Linked DNA regions of Danio rerio: region 2 is linked to region 1. A link is a contact called in public HiChIP or PLAC-seq data. All regions are on one chromosome and are shown on one strand. Each heading gives the region's core, a stretch centred on a gene start, on an enhancer-like site or on the middle of the called end of the contact. The rest is flanking DNA. Distances are from core to core; before and after follow the strand shown.

Region 1 (5,219 bases), core at 1,278-3,777:
TGTCCCAACTATTTTGGAGAGTGTTGCAGCCATTGAAATAAAAATTAGTTTATTTTTCTAGAATAGAATTTATTTGCTCATTCAAACCATTGGAAATCTTTTATTTTTACATTTGTTAATTAAATAATGGTTAAAGAGAATCCACAAATCTTGTATTCTTGATTTTACTGCAAACATACCACTATTTGGGCAACTGGGTTTGTGTTACTGCATGTAAAACACATTTTATTTTTAGAATGCCAACATGTTCAAAATATCTTCTTAAACCACTAGGGAGTGAAGTAAAATTTGTATCTCTTTAATGCATTCATTTTCAAAGATGTTTCCTTGTATAAAACAGCTAACATGTGTAATTATATGTGCTCTACAGCTTGATCTCAGTTGTTTGACTTACTCTACATGCAGCAGTTTGTTACTTTGATGGGAATTTATTATGTTTTTGAATTCATTGGTTTTGAGAAGGGTGCCTGTCGTCTCATACTGTGAATGTTTACTCTCACTATCAGCATATTTCACTGGTGAACACTTCAATCTAATCCTTTTGCCATGCTAAAAAAAATATGAAAACCTCTTATATCTCAGCACACAGATCACCAATTTTATATCACAGATATACCCTCATTGAACATTAAGTAGATTACATGGTCAATCCTGAGTTCAAACCAAAGCACCCAAATCTCAAATCTGACTGGATGTCCAGGGAAACTCATGGGTCTCAAATATGGCAGACAAAAAGTTAATTTGATTTAATAGAGTAATTAATTTTGTATTTGGATTGGTAAGAGGTTCAATATCAAAACTGCTTGAAGCTTTAGTTTAATTGAAATGATTCTGAATAGCCTACTTATTAAATGCACAATAATATGAATTGGCTTTGGACTCCCTCTAGTGGTAACTCAGTACAGGTACAAGAAAAGACCTCATTCACTATTGTTTGTTGAGAGATGTTGCTGTCGTGGCCTGTACTTTCAGAAAATGGCTTTAAACGTCTTCTATAGAGGCTAGAACATTGCACACTGAAATAGATGTGGTTTATGAATGTTTTTGCTGTTTTGGCATATAAAAATAAATCATGTTTTTATTACAAGTAAAATATACATTAAAAAATATATAGAAATAAAATAACATTGTGATTGATTGATTACCATGGGTATAAACAACATATTCCATGGTTAATGTAGTAAAAACATGGTTAATCTGTTGCCTTGGATTTTCTACACACTAACTCTAGAATTTGTTGTAAAATTATACATCTTGTAATCAAATAAATACTACACTTTTACTATGATAAACCTTGACTAATTTTGGTAAGAGAATGCATTTTTGTTTTTTCGATTGAAGTTAATCTTAATTGTTTGGAATAAAATAAAAAGTAAATAATACACACACACACTTATGTTATATATCTAAATCAACAAATCTATATCTAATAGCCGTGTATTAAAATGTATCCTTAGTAACCCGTATAATCATATCAACAAGACAGGACGTGCAGAAAGCAGCATGGAGTTAAAGATCTGTTCAGCTCTCTGATCATCAATCATCATCAAATGTGATCAAGAATGAGTTTTACAAGTTAAAAATGTTTTTAAAACAGTGCGTTGGTAATAAATTACAGCAATTTTTCCATCTTTATCGCAACAGCCACCTGTCAGTACAATTATAAAAGACACTTCAATCCTGGTTTGTAAACATTAAATCAGGTTTTTGTATAAAAACATAACGGATATACATACAGTCGTGGATATTAATGTGTATCCTGTCACATTTGTGTGCAAAAACACTCCAAAGTTAAATTCAGTGTGTGTGTGTGTATGTGTGTGTGTGCATCCGTGAACTTTGTAAAGGCATTGTGTGAGACTCATCATTGTAACTCCACAACAAATACATCAAATAATCATTGACAAAGTTCTTACTGTAGAATTTCTTGCAAATGTTACATGAGATCTGCATCCTAATAAAAAGAAGCACAGCAAACTTATCAAACTGTAAATTAAATTAAAAAATATAAATACAAAAGTATATTCAAAATCATAATGGGCACTAATAAATACATAAAAACTATTCAGACACAAAGGTATTGACTACTTTTTTTAAAACGAATCTTACCAGGTCATTTACATTGGCATTTTCTCCAAATGTATAAAAATGTGTTATTTGCACAACATTAGCAACACATAGATTTTAAATATTGTTCAATAACCTTTTCATAAACTATAAATCTATGTTTCTGAGTGGTGTGCTATGTAAGGAAGAAAAGAAGTATCTCTGTTAATATTTTGAAATATATTTTCATTCAGAATATGCAATGCACAGTGGAACAGCTATACTGTATGTGTATTGATACCTCTGTCCAGTTTAAAGTTCATATTGCTCAGAAATGGGCAGTTTAAGGGCCACACTGGGGTCATATCCGGTACGGACCACCCATCTGTTTGCACAAAATCTATTCAAGTCAACATATGCTTAAAAGAAGACCCCAATAAGCATGTGTGATAAATGACCGTAAAAAGAGTCATAAAATGTGCTCAACAAAGTAAGTTCTTTGCTGTCCTGCAGTAAGAAGGACTGACCTTTTCCAGAGTAGGAATGAGCTTAACAGTAAATGGCTCTTGTACACAAAGAACGACTTTCAGTTGAGAGAGAACTTCACTTTTCAAGATTCCCTTCTGTGTGGGAGAGCAAAAGACTATTAGACTTCATCAAACAGATCTCTGTTCAACTCACTGAATGCTTTAACCCCAGTAAATCATCTGGAAATGTTTGTTCTTCGCTCTACAGACTACTCAGAATGGATTGATGTGAAGGCCTAGAACAGAATCAACAAGTATGGGGAAAGTATAGATGCTATGGATATTAAATTATGTATATTATTATGATATTTGATATTATTATGTATATTAAAGATATGGTTGTTGGTTTTGCAGTGATAATTGAGTTGTACATTGCATTTTAACCAAAAGGAGGCGCTGTTCTGGAAGAAATGGAAGTGGTGTATTAGGCTTTTATTTATTTCCAATATATTTTAATAGTTATGTTTTTAATACTTGTTATGTAAATTGTATATATTTTTTTAAATAAAAAAACACTTTTAATGTATTAAAGTAACCGTTATTTTTCTTTCTCGATTTTTAGTTCTTTAGTTGTAATATTTATATTTATTTCTTTAGGAGTGCTTAACTTTATCTCAGTTGTCAATGCAGTATTTATAATATATATATTTTTAAGTTTGAAATTTTTATTTAAAATGTAGATATTGTTTTTATTTCAGCTGAATTTTAATTAAAACTTGTCCATAGAGGACATTTATTTAGACTTTTATTCTCTAAAGAAAAATTAAAAGGAAAAGAAATTAAAAACGGGTACAATATTTTGTTCGTAAAACTTTCTATAAAGTTAAATCTGTTTTGTTTTCTACACTTACATTACATTACATTTTACATTACATTTAGTCATTTAGCAGACGCTTTTATCCAAAGCGACTTACAAATGAGGACAAGGAAGCAATTTACACAACCAAGAGCAACAATGAATAAGTGCTATAAGCAAGTTTCAGGTCTGTAAAGTACACAACAACTGAAACAAGTCTTAAATGTACTTACAGGCTGCTGGTCTCGATGTTAAAGTGCTTCTCCTCTAATTTTCTACTAATTACAGTAGTTATTTTTTTATTTTAGTAAAGTATATGATTTATTTTAAAATTAAGATTTGTTTTATTGCTACTGTAATCAAAATGATTAGATTAAAGTTATTTTAACATTTCCTAAACTTCTTATGTAATTATTGAATTACAAATGTTTAATGAATTATTTTAATTTGATTGTTTGTTGGTTCTTTTAGTCCAATTTGTTTGTTAATTTCATAAAACAGATTTTAAAAATAAGTTTTATTTATATCAATTTTATTTATATATTTAGCTAGCTAGTTTTTTTCTCCAAACACATCCACAGACCCCCGAGCACTTCCTTTTTGACCCTCTGGGGGTCCCTGGATCTCAGTTTGAAATCCTCTGCTCTTGATTGATGTACTAGAACAATTTGTATTGTATAGCACTACAAAAGCCAACAGAACAGAAACATAATTATGCCTACTTATTTAAAACGCAGGTAAAAAGACAAAGTACAATGTTTCTTCCATTGTCGAGTAGTTTTTTTATTATTATTAGTACTTTGTTCCTATAATTCCTTGCAGTATTTGAAGTCTTTAGCCCATTTTACCATTGTATTTGCGGACAGCAGACACATGTCAGTATTTAGGAATTCAATAAGAATAAGAATTCAATAATTGACTGTTGAATTATAAGAACATAAGAAACATCATTCAGCATAGTGATATGGAACTGTAATGCGATCAAGACCTGAACTATTTTAGCTGTGAAACATCATGCATTTAACAGTATTGAAGTATAAACTCGGCACTTCCAAATACAGTAAATAATAATGTTTTTTTTTATTTTTATTTAACTTTAATTTCTTACTAAAATCTCCAGATACCTGAAGACTTAATAGGCAATTTATTTCCAATCATCAGCCATTTTGAATGTTAAATCTGGCCTCTATAACTGAAAACACTTTACAACAGAGTTCTATCTGGTTAACGCTGTCATTAATTAAACTAAACTTATGATGAAAACTACTTCTAAATCTTAAATGAAGGCATTTATTTCTTAGTCTTTAATAGCGCAAGCAAACAACTAATCAAGTTTGGTTGTATTTTTAAACAAACATTAACATAACTTCTGCAACAAATGTAACTATTTCTTACTATTGATGTTAGTTAATTTACTAACTTTCACTAATGAGACCTTATGAAAAGTGTTGTACTTTTTAATTATCTTGTAGTTTAATTAATTTGAAATATTTGATTACTCCAAACTGTTATGTACAGTATAATAAATCAATAAACAAAAATAGCTATTTTTAACATTACATTGTTTTTCATCAACAATTATCACAATGGAAAAAGTTGATACGGCCTTAAAAAACAATCAAAAAGTTGTCATGGTAAATGCCATTAAAAATAGATAGATATTATAAGACAAACTCTTCCTGATTTGCTCCTATATGTGATGTTGTGGTGACTATAAATCTGTGTGTGGTCAATGCTGCCATTTCACACTCAAATAATCAAAGCGTTTAATCTGACCCGTTTCGAAGTGTTTGCCGAAGCATTGATTTAGGACAATCCTGAAGATAAAAGCACATTGAGCTGCACTTCCC
Region 2 (5,033 bases), core at 2,372-4,871, 150 kb after region 1:
GAAAGCATCTGATACAGAACTCCCTGGTTGTTGTCACAGATCTCATTCGCCTCCTCATTATCGGTTCTTCCTGTTCACCTCCGCTCGCGTGCAAAAGCAGAGAACAGCTTCTGTCAGTCATCTCTCATATCATGATGGTGCCCTCATGCTTCATTCATGGGAACAAACGTTTTTTTTATAACCACAGGCCTAGTGACACACATTAATCTACTGCGCAACATTGTGCGCGTATGCATGACGGCCGTCTGTCAAGAGTGTTTAATATCTATTCACACATTTTTAATTTGCTCACCAAGTGACAACAGCCTCATCAAACAGAGCCTTTTGCTTACAGCTTGATGCTTTTGTTATGGAGTCACACGGCACAGATAGAGAAATCTGTTTCATGGGAGTCAATGTGACGGAGCAAATTATTGAGACAATTTTTAACTAAAGACATTTATTTAAAACAAACTGCAGGAGCCCTTATTGTTTAAAAATTCAATTAAGAGGAATCAATATGGAAAGTTTTTACAATGTCATCATACGCATTTGTTATAAAGATTATTTTCTTTCTTGAGATGGGAAGCTAACATTTCATCCTAAAAACAAGCTGTTTACTTTCAACTTGCCAAAGCAAACAACACCACTGATGTAATCTTGCCTTCAATCTGATAATGACACCTGCCTTGCAAAAACACGACAAGCCTTTTCAGCAAATCTCTCCTTCCAGAATGCTTCCTTCCACAGAATAGATGTTGAAAGGCACTTCCAAACTCAGTTACACCCATGCAACCATTAAACCCAATAACTTTTTGTAATGACTGCTAGCCTGGACAACATGTAAACAGTTTTTAAAATAAATGCATCTACTAAACAGTTTAATCTTATCATTTTCATTTAACAAAAAAACAGAATGGCAACAGGTTAATGTGGAAAAATGACCACATAATTATCGTCAAATTTAGTGTGTTTTTCTGAGGTAGACTCTTTTATTAATATGGGTTCATAAATGATGCCATATAGAACCATTTTGGTTACTTGAAGAAGATTTTGTGTGTGAGGAGATTAAAGAACATTTTAATAACTTAAACCTTTTTGAACATTTTGTGGAATATAAAGCTTGAGTTGATGCTAAGGTTTCTTCATGGAACTAACAAATGCCAATAAAGTTCCTTTACATTTTAAGATTGTGAATTATGTAAAGAAGAGGCTTTTTCTGACAACATAAGGTAAATCAATCCATAGTAGATATTTTAGATATGAATAAAGATCATTTAAGCATTAAAGTTATTTTGTTGGCCTCATGATACTGTAAGAAACTAATGTGTATTTGAGTTTGGAAGTGAAAGTTTCTGCAATTTTTGCAATGAATTTTGCAATTCTTAAGTTCATAAGACTCTTCTTTAGACCTTTCATTGAAAGTTGAAATATTCAGTTAGCTAATAGGAAAATAATATACAGTATGACTTGATTCTCTGTTACACTTTTGATGAGTTGATCAATTAATTAAAATATAAATAAATGAAACTAAAGGTTGACAGTGCAAACAAGCCAAGTTCTACTTTGTGAGATGTAATAAATGTATGGTATTACATTCATAGCTTTATTATATTATGCAGATTTCTTTAAACTTTTTCATTCAATCTTTTAAACATTTTGTAGATTTCTGCATCTACTGAGTTACACATTTAATCAAGAATCCATACTAATTTATTTCCATTTTTTAAAATAATTTGGTTCTACTGGTTTTACTGGAGTCTAAACTGGCATTAACATTCATCAAACCACAGAATGTATTCACACTAATAAAAGGTTTTGTTACCATACAAGAAACTTGGTTCTTCAAAATAGCTTTTAGTAAGACGTTCTTCAAATATCATATAGTGCTTTTCATTATTTCATTGTGTGTGAAGAACATGTTATAATCTAAGGAGCCTTTTTAGACTAAAAAGAACCATTTGTGGAATTAAAATGTTCCATAGATGTAAAGGTTGTTTTAAAACTGTTTGTTCAGATATTTGAAGCAATTGAAGGACAGGAACCCAACATTTTTACAGTGCATGTATTGTTCAGGAAAGGTATTGCCTGAGAAATAAATTGTAGGCAATACTTTTCAGAACAATATTCTGTAATTTCATGATCTGTAAATAATGTAAATAATATGTGTGTAAATTCATTTTATCTCTTAGTAATATATATATATATATATATATATATATATATATATATATATATATATTACCTGCCATCTGTGGTTTTCAAGTAAAATGAACATTTCTCTCAGTTATTTTACCTTAAAAACCATGAAAATTACATATTCTTTGTCATAAAGTGTTAATATTTACTAAACCCATTGAGCCTGATTAAAATGCTCATTTTAGAAGAAATTTTCAGACGCATTTAGAGGTTTTTTGCATCTGAACTCTTCATAAATATTCTTTAGCTTTGTGTTTTGTATTTTTTATTTTTTTTGTCTTACACTTTTTCTGCTCTGAAAGCACCTGTCACCTAGACAAATTCTTTGTGTGTGTGTTTTTTTGATTCGGACAAATAAATGAAATCTGTAGTAAAGTATTTTCAGAAAGAGCCATCCACACTTGTTGAATTAGTTTAGAAATGACTCACCGACACACTCGTTCGCCTCTCTGGCAGTCGCGCGCTGCCAGGGCCGGTCGTAGTGGAAGGGTTTACACCTGTCACACTCTGGTCCCGCAGTGTTGTGCTTGCATTCGCACACTAGGTTTCCTTCCCGGTCCTTCACGCACTTCGACGCGTGCCCGTTACACTTACACCGTCCACCGACCTGCAGGTCAGACACCGCGTAAAAATACGAGTCCCTGGCGAGCTCCGAATCGTCCTCGTTCTCATCCCCGAACGTGTGCAGCCGGTTGAAGGTCACTTTGATGTCGGTGGCCGTGACCCAGTCCTGCAGGACGGGCGAGTTGTCGAAGTCGTGCGCGGACGGTCTGCCATCCAGCGTGCTGAACGCGATGAGGCCGCCGGTTAACGGCTGCATGTCCGTGTGAGAGTCCGTGCAGATCGCCTCCTGCTCGTTCTGCTTGGTGATGGCAGCTTTGCTGGGCTTGTTGTACATTTTCTTGCACTGGGTTGAGTAGAACTGAAAAGGCACCCAGGTTTTCCCATAGTCCATGGATTTGAAGATGGCCATGGATTCGGGGCGAGGAGAGCAGAACTGGAGGCTCACATAAGTCACTTCAAACTTCTTCCCCAAAGACAGAGTCAGAGTCACGTTCTGCGGGTATTGCACGTAGTTCTCCGACTGCCAGCAGGTGAGGTTATGAGGGTTGTTGAGGTCTGTCAGGTATGCGGGCGGATGGGTCTTTTTGGGGTCTGTGGCGTCGCAGATGTTGCAGTCCCTCGATCTCTCCTCGCCTTTCTCGGTCACCACGCAGTAGCGCGACGGAGGAGAGCCGCAGGTGCTGGACACGCGCACGTCCTTCCCGAAAGCGGAGTTCACGAAGTCGGGGATGCAGCGTCTGGGGTTCCCGTTCTCGTCGTAGCACGGGTCCGGAGGAGAGGACTGAGCCGCGAACATGCTCATCCCGTATCCACCGCGAGCACCGGACACCATCGAGGTGATGGACACCATGGAGACGCACGTTACCAAAATCCTTATCATTGCAACCCGTGGTCCTCAGGGGTCCCTGAACCTGCACTAGTCAACAAAGAAAAAAAAGATCATTCAAAGTAATTTTGCATGCCTGCATTGTTTAAAAATGTGTGCGCAAAGAGTTTTACTTTTACTCAAAACAAGACACAATCACTATACCTCAAAGAGACTGCTTCACCCGGGTGGAGAAGTATGTCAAACCCGTCTAAAAGAGAAATTATAGGGTACTCTCCCTTTCTTTTCTCTCTCCCGGATATGTTGTAATCTCTTTCCCCACTTTCAAGCAATATGAAACAGAAAACCTGCTATTACTTTCCAAGTCTGCCTTTCTTCCTCTGCCTAACTCTTTCACACCTCTGCCTCTCTGTGAGTGAGTGTCGCAGCTCAGCCCTTCTCTCTTTCTGCTCTCTTCAATAGGAAGGGGGTTCAGTCATTTGCCATTCTGCACGAGTAAAGCACTTTATTGCCCTGTGTGCAGGCACAATGACATTCTTATGTAGTTGCATTTTGAGTTAGTCTTAATTATAGGGGAACTTTTGACTGTCTGTGAGAATGAAACTTCTTTAAATCGTGTATTTGGCAGTGTGTTTGGAAAGAGTTTTGGTTCAAATAAATAGGTACAAGCTGAACGCAGAGATAGCTCGTTATTTTGAAACAAACGGCATAACTTTAGTTTTTATGATAGGATCCAATGTATATTTTCCATTGAGTGACACCACTGCAGGCTATATAAAGCATCTTCATTAGAAATAAGAGGTTGGTGTTGAGGACAAGCACGAATGAAACTAACTTTTTATTATTTAAAAACTCTGGGAAAGTGAATAAATAAAGAGTCTCGATTCATCACTAATTCATTGTTTGGGGCAAATCGTTTATTTAAAATACCGCAAAGAAAGTCCCCTGAATAAATCAATTTAAACAGCAGACAATGGGTGAATACATTGAATTTCATCCTACGTAAATCCATATAAATTAATAAACTTATAGACGGACGGACAGACAGACAAACTTTTGCAATATTGTGTATTGCATATTCATTTTCAAACACTAATCATCTTACTGGATGCTCCGTTTAATCCATGGAAACGGAAATAAGTAGCATATGCAGATCATAAATGTGAATTAAATTCCAGGCGCAGTTCTGCTTACGCAAACTCTTTTGGCCACCCACCGTGATCCGCGCTTGTTGATTCTGGGTTCATCACAGTAAAGAAACAGCGACATCTCGTGGTAGAATAAGGAATAATCAGATCAGAGTAGCTCATCGCTTTATATTTGCTCTCGCTAAAAAATCATAAAATGTGACAGAATGTATTAATGTGAAATAATTTTCAGTGCATCTTACGGGTATTTTACCTGTTTTTAGGCCTATTGGCTATACATATTGATGTTGTTTAGAGTTGATGGAAATGTCTTGTAA

What was found. HiChIP or PLAC-seq counts read pairs in DNA pulled down with a chosen protein or histone mark.
Region 2: a contact with region 1 is called in an H3K4me3 HiChIP or PLAC-seq map of embryo, with 8 times the contacts expected there. The contact joins the promoter of ntn1b here to the enhancer-like site in region 1. A contact is called at or near these places in 6 of 18 Hi-C or Micro-C datasets (caudal fin, embryo and hematopoietic stem cells) and 2 of 4 datasets of contacts at active chromatin or transcription factors (caudal fin and embryo).

Annotation. Positions count from the first base shown.
Region 1 is chr3:24,396,909-24,402,127 of GRCz12tu, forward strand. All of the region lies in intron 4 of usp43b (ubiquitin specific peptidase 43b), which reads right to left. Among named protein-coding and RNA genes, the nearest start is that of pik3r6b, 46 kb to the right of the region's middle. Within about 2 kb of position 2,528, at least 3 of the 62 cell types and tissues checked have an H3K27ac peak or open chromatin away from gene starts, as enhancers often do.
Region 2 is chr3:24,543,272-24,548,304 of GRCz12tu, forward strand. ntn1b (netrin 1b) reads right to left here and starts at 3,622. Exons shown (of 6, transcript NM_130998.1): 1 at 2,608-3,622. The coding sequence starts at 3,622. The region is part of intron 4 of pik3r6b (phosphoinositide-3-kinase, regulatory subunit 6b); the gene reads left to right.